2 separate regions of the Rattus norvegicus genome follow, and region 2 is linked to region 1. The links are chromatin contacts, called in public Hi-C maps. All regions are on one chromosome and are shown on one strand. The core of a region is the stretch at or near the end of the contact, and the rest is flanking DNA. Distances in the headings are between cores, read along the strand shown. Region 1 holds the start of Slc35a5 (solute carrier family 35, member A5). Region 2 holds the start of Gtpbp8 (GTP-binding protein 8 (putative)).

Region 1 (7,112 bases), core at 1,410-3,909:
TGAAATGATCTAGACCAGGGTGGTGGCCTTGAACTCACAGAGATCTGCCTGTCTCTGCCTCCCAAGTGCTGGAATTAAAGGTGTGGGTCACCATCACATAATAAATCTTTATATAATCTGCCCCAGCTGTTTGCTGTTTTGCCTCTGTTCCTTTTTATAGGTTGCTGTCTTCTATTTCAATACCCCATATCCCTGGTCTTCTGGGAAACAACTGGCATCTAATGAGAAGTGGCCCTGCTTTCTATGCACTGCCCGCCGTCCTTTCCCAGACATACACAATACTTTTTCATAGGCTATCTCTGCATCTTGGACATAGTCTTTTTATTGCATTTCTTATAATAGACTTCTATTACACATGTTTATCTCTTCTAATAAACTGAGTTCTTAATGACATGGTCTGTATCTTATGCACTTTGAACTCTATGACTGTGATGGTTAATATTACCAAGGATCTAGACTCCCTTAAGAAACTAGGCCTCTGGTCATACCTGTGAGGAATTATCTCAATTGGATTAGCCTCTGAGCATGCCTGTAAGGGACTATGTAAATTTATCTTGAGGTGGGAAGACCCACAGGCAACAGCATTTCATAGGGTGGGATCTTAAGACTATGATAACTAAGATATGAGACGATAACGTTTTTTTAAAAAGAGTTTTCCTGTAATATCATGTGAATGGGTGAAGACTTCTAGCTAGGTGGCAGAAGAAGAGTGTTTAGGAGATTTGCTGGGAACGGAACCAGCCAGTGTTCTTTGCTTTTCTGGGCTATCTCTCTGGCCCCGAGCCTATTCTATCTCTTCTGGATACCTGTGGGTGACATGTGAATAACTGCTACAAGCTTCCACTGCCACGCCCTCCTTGCCATGGTGAGCCCTACTCTCAGACATCCAGCCCAGAGAAACCTTTCCCTTTAACCTGCTTTGGGCAGGTAATTTTGTCAGAGCAACGAGGGAAGAAACGAACACACCATTTAAACTGAGCCCAGGCCTGTAAGATAAATATTACCCGAAGTTAAGACTTACATTCACAGGTAGGGGCCCAAGTAGGCTACCTACTTGGTCACGATGTCATGATTTTATAGTTGTCAATAGTTAAGAAGTCACCAATGCAGTTTTGTGGAATTGAATGTTTGCATAAACCCTTAAAAAAGTTTGAGCATACATACCAAACTTTTTACTGTCCCATTGATAAATTATGCTGACTCACACAAATGCCAAGAAACTAAGCCAATATATTGTTTTTCCAAATAGGCTACAGTCGTCTATTTTGCCAGAGATCCGGAAACACTTGTTGGGTGAGGTATAATCAGATGCTATGGCACATTGCTTTATTTTGCACTTGAATGATCCAAATTTCATTCAGGGTCAAAAAATCTTGCCAAGGAACACAAGGTTGAAGTTTAAATTTTAAATACACTTTATCGTTGACCTTTTAAAGCATGGCACTTTAAAAGGTATCGTGTATAATTTACTCATAAGAACGCCAGACAAATGCTTACAAGTACCCCATACACATTACTTCTTAACTCACCTTCGTTGGCAGAGTATTTGACCAGTAAGATGCGACTTGAACTTAGAGTGATGAATATGACACCTAACAGGAATGTGTACAGAGTCGGTGGGCCTAACCCGGGGCGCCTGAAGCATTTTCTTTCCATTCCACTGCTTTTTTTAAATTGTCTTAAAAAGAGCACTCTCATAAGCAGCCCTTTCGGCAGACCTAAGGATTAAGCACAATGCAACTACTTTAGACTGCATAACAGAAAAGGAAACCTGCAGATGTCTGGCCACAATTGCATCAGAACGAAGACGGCTGAGGAGAACAGAGAGAACTTACGGGAAACGAACAATACTGCCAAAATCTGATAGGAGTGGCAATTCTCGAGACAGAAAGGGGATGGCCAGATTGGATATAAGTTAGGAAGTGCGTAACTGACCGTCTGGGACTGCAGAAAAGCAATTTATTCATATTAACTTTGGTCCGAAAGGAACGAATTTTGGAATGGACTTTTTTGGGGTACTCTTAATAGCACCTCTTCCTTCGGAGTTGAAAAAGAGCTTACTGGGAACGATTCTTTTACAGAAAAAAAAAGTCACAGTGCAAATAGTTGAAACACAGCTAATGACTTTTACGGAGCCAGGATGGGAGCATCAGGCTCGTCTTGGGCCAGTGAGCCTAACTGGTCAATTTTTTCATGACAGATGGACACGAAATTCCAGACAGGGTAAATACTTGCCCAAAGCGCACAAGTAGGATGGGCACATAGAGCCGTCGAGGGCCGTAGACACGGGCCCAAATTAGAGATCAGGTGGGCGCAAGCGAACAGAAGGCTAGTGGTCAGCACTCCTCCACCACTGCCAGGTTTCCCTCGCTGTCAGGGAAACCCTCCCACACATGCGCAATAGGAATAGCGGGCGGCTCCCTAGCCCCTAACACGCTCGTGCAACACTGCCCGCGGGGGCGCGGTGCGCGGTTACCTCAGTCGCTCAGGGAAGGTTCTAGTGGAAGAACGGACATCATAGAGCTGAGATAGTGACTGCCTAGCTCCGTAGTAGCAGCAGTAGATTTTGAAGGCCCATTGGTGGGGAAAGTATGAGCCGGGAACAAAGGCGAGAAGATACCCTTCTCCCGCTGCCTTGCAGGGCTGGATCACAAAGCTGAGTGCCAGGGAAAAGCGACCTGCTCGCCCATTGCGCAGGCGCGCCCATTCCGGCGCTTCCGGGGGGCGGGCCTGAACGAGGAGCGGCCGGTCCCGCCCCACGGGCCTACTTCTGTCACGTGTCCCGGGAGATTCGAGTCACGTGAGGCCTAGGAGGCGGCGGGGCTGTTGGGAGAGTGTGAGAAGAGGAAGGGGAAGCCGGAAGGGGTTCAAGTGGAGCTTGGGGGACGAAAGACAGCTTCGAGAAGGCCGGGGGCTGCGCGCGCACCCGTCTCTCGCTCAGCCGGCTGGGCCTCTGCTGTCGCGGCCAGGTGACAGCTGGGCCGGGCCTCCGCGTGCCGCCGCCCCTCCCTCCCGGCCGGGCGGGTGCCGCTGCGGGATTCGATGCCAGTCGGGCACGTCCGGGGCAGTTTTTGACTCCCTGGCCCGGATTGCGACAGTCTCTCCGTGCCCCATCGCTGCTCCGGTCCCAGGATGCAGAATGTGATCAACACGGTGAAGGGAAAGGCTCTGGAAGTGGCCGAGTACCTGACCCCGGTCCTCAAGGTAAGCGGGGAGGGTCTGACTTGCTCTGCATTGGCCGCCCAAGTCCGGGTCCCCAGCGTGGACGGGTGTGTTAGAAGGTGGAGGGACAGGACGCGCGGCTGGGTGCTGCCTCTTGGCTTGGGCTTCTGGGCCAGTGTAGAAGGCTTGCTGGCTTCCCCGCTTCAACTAGAGTGAAGCTCGGCGCCTGCTGTCTCCACCGATCATTCCTCAGTACCTTGGAGTGCTAGGCGAGGTGGTGCGGAGCAGGAGGTACTAAGGTCCTGATATTCAAAGTCTTTTAAAGCGGTAAACTGGGTTAACCTTTGAAGAGATGACAGCTTGGTGGCTAACAAGTATGGCACTTTTCCTTCCAAGTTTCATAGGAAGTTTTGGTTTCCGGGTGGTCTAATTCCTAACTTCTTTAGGTTTCAGAGGAACATAGTGAATTGTAACATGTTACTAACTTTGAGCTAAACTTGTAGTTTCCCAAGCCTTTAAAGTTTCCGTAACTGGTTATTAATCTTGGACTCCAGCAACAGTTCAGCACACCGGATTGTATATTGTATAGATTGGAAACACTCTAACATTTTTAAGTGAAAAAGTTGATAGGTTAGCTGTTAACACAGATGATTACTTGTTTTCCAAAGTAAATTTCCAGAGCTTCGTGTAGAGCTTTCTTAACACCTTCTAGGCTACATAGGGTAAATGGATTTTGCTTTGCAAAAAGGGAGCAGTAAATGAGAAGATAATTTAATTTACGTAGTTTTTGTTCTGTATATAGCTTTCAGTTAGAACTTTACCAATCTTAGTGCAGGGGTGAAATCTGCTAATAGGCTGAGTAGGCTGTTCGATCTTTCCTTGTGAAGGGGGGGGATGCTTTTCAATAATTATTTCTAAAATACTTTTGAAAATAATACATCTTTGGATCTAGTTTGAAGAGTTCGGAACAATTGTAAATGAGAATCTTGTTTTATTTATATGTTTACTGTGACAGTCATTTTAGTTAACATTTACTCTTCTATTTTGAGAATTGGAAAATAATTTCTACATTGGAATTAAATGCTTCTTTTGTATGTTATGTTTCCAGAATATTGTATCTGTCTAGATTTACAGTGTTTTAATAATGTGCCATCAGTTTAATTTTAGTCTGGGGGAGAGATGAGCAAAATACCTCTCAATTAAATATAAAATGGCTATTGTGTATACCACTTGCATTTTGTTAACTTGTAGAACTGTTTTTGAGGAATCAAAAATATATACTGTGTAGATGTAGATGGTTTGGAACTCATTGTGTAGCCCAGGCTAACCTTAAATTCTTAGATATCCTCCTAAGTTCTGAGGTTAAAGTGTTTTGCTGCCATGCTTGGAGGCAATGTGTGGCATATGTTTTTAGTAGAAAAGAAAGCAGGATTAATGGCCCCTCCTTGTCACTCCTGTGAAAAGAATCCTTACTGATACCTCCTAGATAAGGGAAGGCAAAGAGAAAAAAGGAAATATCCAGAAAGACATGATGATGTTTTATTAGGAAGTGAAGGTTTAGAGATGGCATGCTTTGTTTAGATGACAGCTGTGTAGTAAAGCAAAAACCCTTATAGTGATCTTGAAGGATTTCTTTGGATATTAGAAGTCCCAGTCTCCTTTATCTTGTGAGTACTTTGGCATAGCTTCCCTCCTTAGAATTCCATCAAGCAGACTTGCTTCTAGAATTTTTTTCCTCCCTTGGCCAGCAGTGCTTTTACTCCAAACAGCCTTATGGTTTGGTCTTTTGTCTATCATATATGTGTGTGTGTGTGTGTGTGTGTGTGTGTGTGTGTGTGTGTGTGTGTGTGTGTATGTATGTATGTTTATTTCTTATTTTTTGAGAATTTCATACATGTGTACAATGCATTTTGATTACATCCATCCCTCCAATTCCTTCCAGGTCACCCTCACCATATACCTCTGTCAATTTCATGTTTTCTTTTTAATCCTCTGAGCCCAATCACTGCTGCTTGTATGTAGGTTGTGGGTCATCTGTGTATAGGGTCATCCATTGGAGCATGGACAACCTACCAGGGGCCACAACTTGAAGAAAACAGACTTATCTTCTCATTGCAGCCCATCATCTGCCAGAGGTTGGGAGGACTGCTTTGAAAGTATTTTGGAGTTTTGAGACTGATAAACTCAAACTCAGAGTGCCCATGATTACCTGTACAAGACCAAGCCAATTGAAATTCCATTGGGTTCTGGAGGTGCTAAGTTGAACTCCTAGTTGAGGGTTTTTTTTTTTTTGTTGTCGTTTTGTTTTTTTAATTTTAATACTACCTCTCCCCTACTTAATGTTTTTTCTTCTTCCTGGTATAAAGATGAGTTTGATTTATTTTTCTGCATATAGCACATTGTCTCAAATAGTACTGTCATATAGTGGTAAATATTTATCGAATAAAAAATATTTACAAATGGATTTTTTTATTTTGTAGACTGTACCACAAAATCTTGTAAGTAGAAATGTGGAACAAAAATTAGTCAATAGCATTGTTGCTTCAGAGGAGAAAATTCTGTTAAAAGTTTAACATGGCGATAACATGGTTAAGCTGGACATGGCGGTAGTGACACAGTGCCTAGAATTCCAGTGTTCTGGAGGCTGAGGCAGGAAGATTTGAGTTACATACCAGCTCAGCCTGGATAACAAGACCTAATCCAGAAGAAAGTAAATCAGAACAAGAGGAAAAAATTATGGTGGAGATGAGAATAATGGGGAATATTGAATACTAAAGATTTCTTCTGCAGGTTTCTAATATAACTCAATTTAAATAAAACATTGTTGGTGATGAAGTGGCTTGTTCACCACGCAGGACCACTAAACATGTGCTCTAAATATTAGCATGCTTTTTAAAAACCGCACTGATCAGATTGTACTGCGATTTCTTGCAATGCATCTCCATTATACATTTGTACATTATACCATTTGTCTTTGTTAGCAAGGACCAGTGCTATACACAGTATATCTAGGTTTTAGTGTTTTGTTTGTTTCATAATATATTCTTCATTGTCTAGGAGGGGCAAATATTTGTCCCTAAGATAATTTTTAGTTGAGTGTGAACATAGTCTAATACTTTTATCCTTTCTGCCCTCTTTAGGAATCAAAATTTAAGGAAACAGGTGTAATCACCCCAGAAGAGGTGAGTGTTGAAGATACCCTAAAGCCTTTATATTGTTAGAATTATTTTAGACTAGTGTCTTTTTCTCTTTATTAGAAAACGTCTTTATTAAAACTATACTTAGGTAACTATAATAACTAGGTTAAGAGAATTTCTACTTTCCTTAGCAGATGATATTGAACATCTTTTTGTTTTGCTGCTTCTCATATTTCTCTGTAGTTAAACTGTGTGGAAGAGATGGTTGGGAAGGGGAGCTGAAAAGATAGCCGTGTGTACTGGTCTTTATTGCTGTGTCAGGATATACCCTGCTGGCTCTGGCCTTCCCTGTCTTGGCTCTGTTTAGACCAAATGTATATTTTATGATATTGTGTGGAAAACGTGATAGTGATTTTCTCCTGTCATTTAGCTTAGTTTTACATAGTCGACACTGAGTATTTTACCATGTTCTCACTTTGTCTGCTAAACAAATTGTGCTGAAAGTTAAGTACGGTTAGAACTGTGGGGGGTTTACTTGCTCCCTATACTTTTTAAACTTTTCCCATAGAGCAGTATTTTGAATTTCACTTCTTCATTTTATTTGTTCAACAAGTTTGCATTATGATCTCATTAATAGTTCACCCCCCAGACAAACTATCCAGGGACTTCAATTTTATTAATAGTTATGTTTGTATTACAGTTACTTGTTTTTAGTAAAAGCAACAGATTTATTTAAAATTGATCTCCAGTTTTCACTGAAAACATTCATTAGCAATAGAATCATATTCCTTGTTTTGTAAGAAACATAAAATA
Region 2 (7,112 bases), core at 2,870-5,369, 290 kb before region 1:
AGGGTTATGGGCATGTACGTGGTCACACAGCTTTCTAAGTGGGTGCTGAGGATTAAAACTCGGGTCCTCAAGCTTGTGTAGCAAACATTCTTACACATGGACCCATCTCCCCAGCCACTCCTTTACCGTCTGAGGAAATGCCTGCTCATTACTAACAAGTATATTTGCATATTCAGATGTATACCAAACATGAGTCTAACTACCACCAAGAGTCTACGGAAACACTTACCACATAAGGCAATGCGAATTCTTCACACATTTCTATGGCGATATTGTCTAACTTTGTAATTCCAACAACGCTATCCACTAATAAAAATGTTCTCTTCAAACTGTAAGAATAGAAGGAAGATAAATGGCAATGTAAGATACACTCATTCATGTGTCTCTCTCATCCTAGGAACTCCATCCTGTAGTCTAATAGTACTCAATGCCATTTGCTGTACTTCCAAAATTTGTCAAATACCAGTTTATTTCAATAAGAACATATTAAACTGACTGAGACTTGACACAATATAAACGAGACCCTCTCCTGTAAGACCCTACAAAGTCTAATGGAAAAAGGAGACAAAAATCAAACTATTATAATTTTTTAAAAAACATTTGTTTATTTCAATGAGTACACTGCTGCTGTCTTCAGACCACCAGAAGAGGGCATCAGATACCATTACAGATTTACAGATGGTTGTGAGTCACCATGTGGTTGCTGGAAATTGAGCTCAGGACCTTTGGAAGGGCAGTCAGTGCTCTTAACTGCTGAGCCAGCTCTCCAGCCCAAAATTATTATAATTTTTAATATTAGTTTAATTTTGCATCATTTATATATAAAGTTGTAAGAAATGAAATGTTTACATATATACTATATATATAGATACACACATATGCACACACATATATTTTTATGTATACATATATATTTTTTTCAAGTTTGTGAAGCTGAGTTCAAATCCAGAGCCTTTTTAACAAGTTAGACAAGTAGTCTATTACTGAACTACATCCCTAGTCCTTTTTTTATGATTACTTTTTTACACTTCAGAAGCCTAACATTATTTTCCTCGAGATTGTGTGACTCTTGAAACATTACTGCTTGATTATGTATGGAGACCAAAGAATATATATAACATTTTCAGAGTCTATGATGACTTAGTGGACAGAGTTTACTGAATTTTATTTAAATCGATTAGCTAACAATTTTCATTTTCAAAATTAGCCTGCTAAGAGCTTGTTTTGTTGTTTTTGTTTTGTTTTGTTTGAAACGGATGAACTAGCTGTAGAATACTCTTGATAGTTTCAGCTTGATAAAATAAATGAAGTTAAGACTTCCCTGAGCTAGGCAGACGCTAAACAGGCAGTGTATACCCTGGTTCGCAATATTGTAGAGTTACAGAAGGATAAAGTACACCTACAAGTAAGGTGTTTGATAAGTCTGAAGTATCTGTCATCTGTAGAATCCCCTTGATTTTAAAAAGTGTTTTGGGGCTAAATAAGTAAGGTGTTTGATAAGTCTGAAGTATCTGTCATCTGTAGAATCCCCTTGATTTTAAAAAGTGTTTTGGGGCTAAATGTATAACAACTGTAAGAAAAAAGTTCCTTACTTATTTCGTTCTTTTAGATAAGTCTCTACCATGTCAACAAAGTCTTCGGGTGCTCTATAGCCATACCCTGGCATGTCCACCAAGGTAAAATGTTTTCCAACTTTGAAAAAATTCATTTTCTTTGTGTGCCCCTAATAAAATAAATGAAAACAAAAAAGCTGGCTTAAAATATATCCTTTATTTCATGCCTAGAAATGTTCATCAACATAAGTATTCAATCAACAAATACTTATTAACAGTTGAAGTATATACTCTGAACTACTGTGAATACAAAGAGAAGTAAGGTGGAGAGAAGTGGCCGCCAATAATTAAATCTTTCCAAATTTTACAAAATATGCTTGGCTTAAAAACTTTACATTTCATATTAGAAATACACAGACAAAATACTTTAGGATCATTTCTATTTTGCTGTCTTTGAAGACCATCCAGATTTAGGCTGTATGCTTGCCATCAGCCAGTTCTCTGATGAACAATGTATACAGAGGAACGTGCTGAAAAAACATTTGTCCTATCATACAGACTCTTATAACTCCCAGATTGAAAGCCTGACATTCATCATCTGCAGACTAGTGTTTCCATAAACCAAGATGTTTTGCAAAGATAAACTATGGCTACTTGTGCTTCTGCATTTGTGACACACTTAGGAATCAGAAAAGGAAAGTTGAACAAACTAAAGTCAACTCTTGGATCAAAGGAGAGGGCTTTTTTATAAATGATTAGGCTCTTGGTTGGCTTAATGTCTGTTAGAAAGTGGTTTTGGAATTGTGTATTTGAAAATGAAAAGAATACACCTTCTCTCTCATTCTCTTCTATAAGAATGAAGTTCATTCTATTTAGAATTCACCGTTTAGCTGTCTTATCTGCTGAGGAAGAACAGGGGTGAAGAATGGAATCCTTAGTGATGAAGCCAGACATCCCACTACATGCGGTGGGGAGCAAAAAGCTAGCTTTGTGAAAGGGCTTAAACTTTCCCCGGGGGGGTGGGGGGTAGGCAGTGAGCATCACAGCTCGTGGAAGTGTTTCCTCAGACAGACACTATGGTAGGGCCAGGGGTGAGTTTTGAGAAAAGGTTCTTTTAGATACCAGTTGACTGCATCATTGAAAAGGAAGTAGAAGGAAGGAGAAAATAGCAGAAGCCCAGTCAAGCAGAGTTATCTGTGAAGAAAGGCACAGCATGGCCCTGGGTAAAAGAATGCACACATCTGGAATATATACAAGAATGTATGAGTGCATGAATGGAGAAAATATACAAGATTACGGAGGAAAAAGCAACTTAAACCCTTTTTACCCCATAACCAATGTAGAACTACACCCTCATTATAGAAGGCATCAGAAAATACTTAAAGCAATAAAATACTTAACTTGGCAACTAAGGAAAATTTTAGACAAAGGATGCTTTCCTTTAGCTACTGGCAAGACTACTAAAGTCAATTCAGCTGTCCATACTTTTTGCAGAAAATATACAGGCACTAATAATTACATGCTTAAAAAAAATCTTTTCTCTAGGAATTTAGCAATTATGATCTCTTGCACCTGCCAATACTTAGGTCTCATTTTATAAATTCAAGAGATACCCAGCATACCGGTTTTTTTGAGATCCTGACTTCTACATCAGGGGCCATGGAAAATAAGGCCTTTATCAAAGAGGATTTTCCAACATTGCTTCGGCCTATGAAACACACCTAGTATGAGAAGGAGGAAAGGAGAATGGAGTACTTAGTATTCTCAAAACTGAATAGTGGTTTATTTATTAAATGTATTTTCAGGGTTGGAGAGATGGCCCAGTGGTTAGGTGCACTTGCTACTATAGGATTGGAGTCCCAGTCTACATGGCTGCTCACAACTGCCTGAAACAGTTGTTCCAACGGGCTCTGATGTCCTTTTCTGTCTTCTGAGGGCAACAGGCAAGCCATGTGGTGCACAGACATACATGCACGCAAAACACACATAAACCAAAATAAAAATAAAAAAGCACGGGCTGGTCTTCCAGAACACCGGAGTTCGATTCCCAGTACCCACATTGGGGCTCACTGCGGTCCTCCACCGGCACCGCACACACGCGGTGCATCCACACTGAGTGCTTTCTTTTGCTTTTGAAAAGCTTTCTGGTGACGGGAAAAGAGCGCAAGCGAACTCAAGCTCTCGCACCTACAGTAGACAAGCCGGTCAATCTCACCTCCGGCTGCCGCAAACTCGGGGCGTGGTCTAGGCGGACGGCGGAGCTGAGGTACTCAATGCGGTTCCGGACCGTGGCGGCGAAGACGCTCTCCGCCCTCCCGATGTCCTCCAGGCTCGGGTCGAAGAGTCTCTGTTCGATGAGGCCAGGCCTAGAGTCCGTGACGAGGTGCTGCTCCAGTTCCCGCAGCGGGTACACTACTTTCCTTAGCTGTTTCTGTGGCATCCTTAGTACTTCAGCGAAGGCAGGGGACGTGCTGTAAACCCCGGGCCAAGGCCCAAATGCCGACGCTATCTCAAGGAGCCTTCCCGTTCTATGCCATAACCTAGTAGCCGCCATTTTTTTTTCTCCCAGAATCCTCGCGACTGGATTTTATTCGTAGGACCTGGACAGCACAAGAGAGAAATCTCACTGCCGCGGCGCCTGCTGGGAATTGTAGTTTTCTAGGGCCTTCTTGCCTGTTCAAGCTTCTCATCACCTCTGATAGAAAGGGGAAAACCCATTGACTTTTTTTTTTTAACACCTTGTCCTTACCAACTATGTATCAGATTGGTGTGTTCTGGTCTTCAGCGGTTTCCGGATTCGGAAAACCTACCTTGTCCTGTGATCTTTGAGTCTCAAGGGAAGGAGCCATAGTGACAAACTCTAGTGGATTCCAACCCCCGTTTTGTCTTCTGTTTCCGGTCGTTTTATTGCTGATTGACATTTATCATAAGTTCACATAACTGAGAAAAACATGTTTGCAAAAATTAAATGAGCAGGTGAGAAATGTGGTTGGAATAGCAACTTGTTTTCAGAGAAGGGACTGTATCTCTCTGGCAGGCACAGCATTGGAGCTGCAGTTGAGAACGGACAAAGATCCATAAACCAGAAACAGAATTGGGAACAGCAGGAGGCCCTTGAAGCCTCAAAATACACACCACCCACCCAACACAGCCACACCTTCTAAGCCTACAAGGCCCTACCTTCCAATCCTTTCCAAACAGTTCCCCAAACTGGGGAGCAAGTATTCAAACATACAAACACATGGGGGGCCATTGTCATTCAAGCCACCGCAAACATTTAATCATTCTGCGCTCTGTCACTCCATTATTTTTTTTAAAGCATCTGCATATACCAGGCACATAAACCTTAGAGTCAACATATACTGTATTTTCCGCAGGCTCTAGTGATCAAACTCTTCCCTAATCTCTAGTGTAGGCAGAAGATCTAAGATTAGACACTTATAGCAGACCTGCTAGGGAGAGGATAGAAAACTAGAAGAAGGAGGGGCTTAAGAGAGCTAACCCCATTAGAATTGCCACAGGAGTTATAAAGAGCACAGATAATTGTGAAAATTCAGGAACATCAAGCCAAAATCAGTATTGGAGAAGATCACATCTGTTGGGATCTTGTAGGGTTCCAGGAATAACTCTAAACCTGATTGGCATCATCTTGGTTCCTGGTGTTTTGTCCATAGGAAGGAGATATTAGGAGTCAGAGTCTAGTTTCTTACATCAGAGGTTTGTCTGGGCTAAGAATGAGAAGAGAATTTAGTCCTAGTGAGGAAACACAGTATAAATTAGAAAGACATATGTATGCGCAATATAACAATGTCCAAAATGGAGTTCTTAATGTCCCCCCACCCCCGCCGTTCTGTTGTTTTTGCATTCATTCGCATCACAGTAAATAACAACTGTACCCTTTCGATTGATCCAGTCAAACTTTACAGACTTTCTTGAGGGGAAAAAAAATCTTGATTTCTTTCCTTGTACCCTACAGTTACCCGCTAGCCGTCTCGCTTATTTAAATCGTCAACACACCCTACATTTGAGACTTTAGCATATCCACTATTAGTGAGGAGACTGAGTTAGCCAGAGCTGGGATGACTCCATGACAGGCTGTAAACTGGCAGTTGGGGAGACTAGGCCTGTTTCTGTTTCCCAGAAATGAGAACCCAGATTCAGGAACCCATGGTCAGCCAACCACAGTGCAGACAGGCAATCCAAGGATGTCTTACCACCCTGGAAAGTCCCTAGAGCCCTAACCAATCACAAAGGACTCATATTCCTGGAGAGAGAGCCAACTAATCGAGAAAAAAAAAAGAAAGATAAAAGACACTCCCACTCTAACAGGGCTTTAAATTGACCCTGCAGAGTACACACTGGGGTCTCCATTCCTAAATGGGGAGGCCCTTGTATGCCGAATTTTGCTGAATAAACACTCTTTGCGGTTGCATAATATTTGAGTCTGGGGTATCATCCTTTGGCGATTCTCGGACCGTAACATTAACATCGTGTTCCCAGTCCCACTTCTCTCACCTAGATAATTGCTATAGCTTCCGAAATCTTGTTGTGTAACATTGCCTGTTGCTCCTTTAGGTATCTCCCTGACGTAACAGCACACATGATCCCGTTACAGTAAGAGTGAAAACCTGCAGTACCTTCTAGTCTCAAAGAACAGTCAAAGTTCTCCCACGAATGTAAGGAGCACATGTGCCCCTGTGTTGCTGCATTTGCTTGTCTGGAATGCTTCCTTCCAGATGTTATAAACGTCTTGTTTTCTTTACTAGTTGAACCGTTTGTGGTCATCCTTCAGAAAAAAAGTGGCTTTGGTTTTGAGAACTGAAGAATTAGTTCACCAGAGAGTTAACACATGAAAAAAATTTAGTATGATGTAGACAGGTACTACATGTTTTGCATATAATCCTTAGAGACGTTTGTTCGTTTGGTTTGGTTTGCTTTTGAGGCAGAGTCTATTACATAGGTTAGACTGGCCTCAAATTCATGATCATTCTGTCTCAGCTTTTTGAGTGACGCACTACCACACCCAGATTTAGAGCTAAGATTTTTCACTAAAATTCAAGTGACTGAAATGCTGTGACAATACTCTGCTGAGCTTAGCTGAGGACAGGAAGAAGATTGGTAGATCAGTGAAGAGATTTTTGCCATTCTTACAGATCATCACAGTTTTTTTTTCCATTGTAGTCTGTCTCTGAAATGAATGGCTGTTTGGTTCTGAATGATCTTGAGCTCTGTAAATCCAGTAGGTATCAAGTTTAGGGATTCCATCTAATCCAAGAAGAAGAAGAAGGTAAGCATTGTAAGGCTGAGACAGGTAAAGAGAATCGTGGATGTCAGAGAGTCTTCGAGTACATAACCCACACAGATCAACTCTTATCCTTGTTTAGACACACCATACTTTGAATGCCTGGATAGAAGTAAGAATAGAGAACCTGGGAAAACTTGCTTTTGGATACTGGGGGAGGTAATGGACTAGTACTCAGTGATTGTTTTTACAAGCGGTCCTTCCTTACCTTCACTTTCCCCTTCTTTACAATAGTAATCACAATGTACTTGTTAAGC

The links. A called contact is a pair of places that touch in the nucleus more often than the background predicts.
Region 2: a Hi-C map of liver shows a contact between it and region 1, with 2.8 times the contacts expected there. The contact joins the promoter of Gtpbp8 here to the promoter of Slc35a5 in region 1. A contact is called at or near these places in 1 of 12 Hi-C or Micro-C datasets (liver) and 1 of 1 datasets of contacts at active chromatin or transcription factors (oligodendrocytes).

The regions. Positions count from the first base shown.
Region 1 is chr11:69,154,982-69,162,093 of GRCr8, reverse strand. It overlaps Slc35a5 (solute carrier family 35, member A5), which reads right to left and starts at 2,659. Exons shown (of 7, transcript NM_001191927.1): 1 at 2,477-2,659; 2 at 1,530-1,718. The coding sequence starts at 1,698. Atg3 (autophagy related 3) reads left to right here and starts at 2,814. Exons shown (of 11, transcript NM_134394.3): 1 at 2,814-3,204; 2 at 6,303-6,344. The coding sequence starts at 3,133.
Region 2 is chr11:69,448,808-69,455,919 of GRCr8, reverse strand. It overlaps Gtpbp8 (GTP-binding protein 8 (putative)), which reads right to left and starts at 4,119. Exons shown (of 6, transcript NM_001025015.1): 1 at 3,769-4,119; 2 at 3,176-3,274; 3 at 1,593-1,723; 4 at 230-329. The coding sequence starts at 4,107.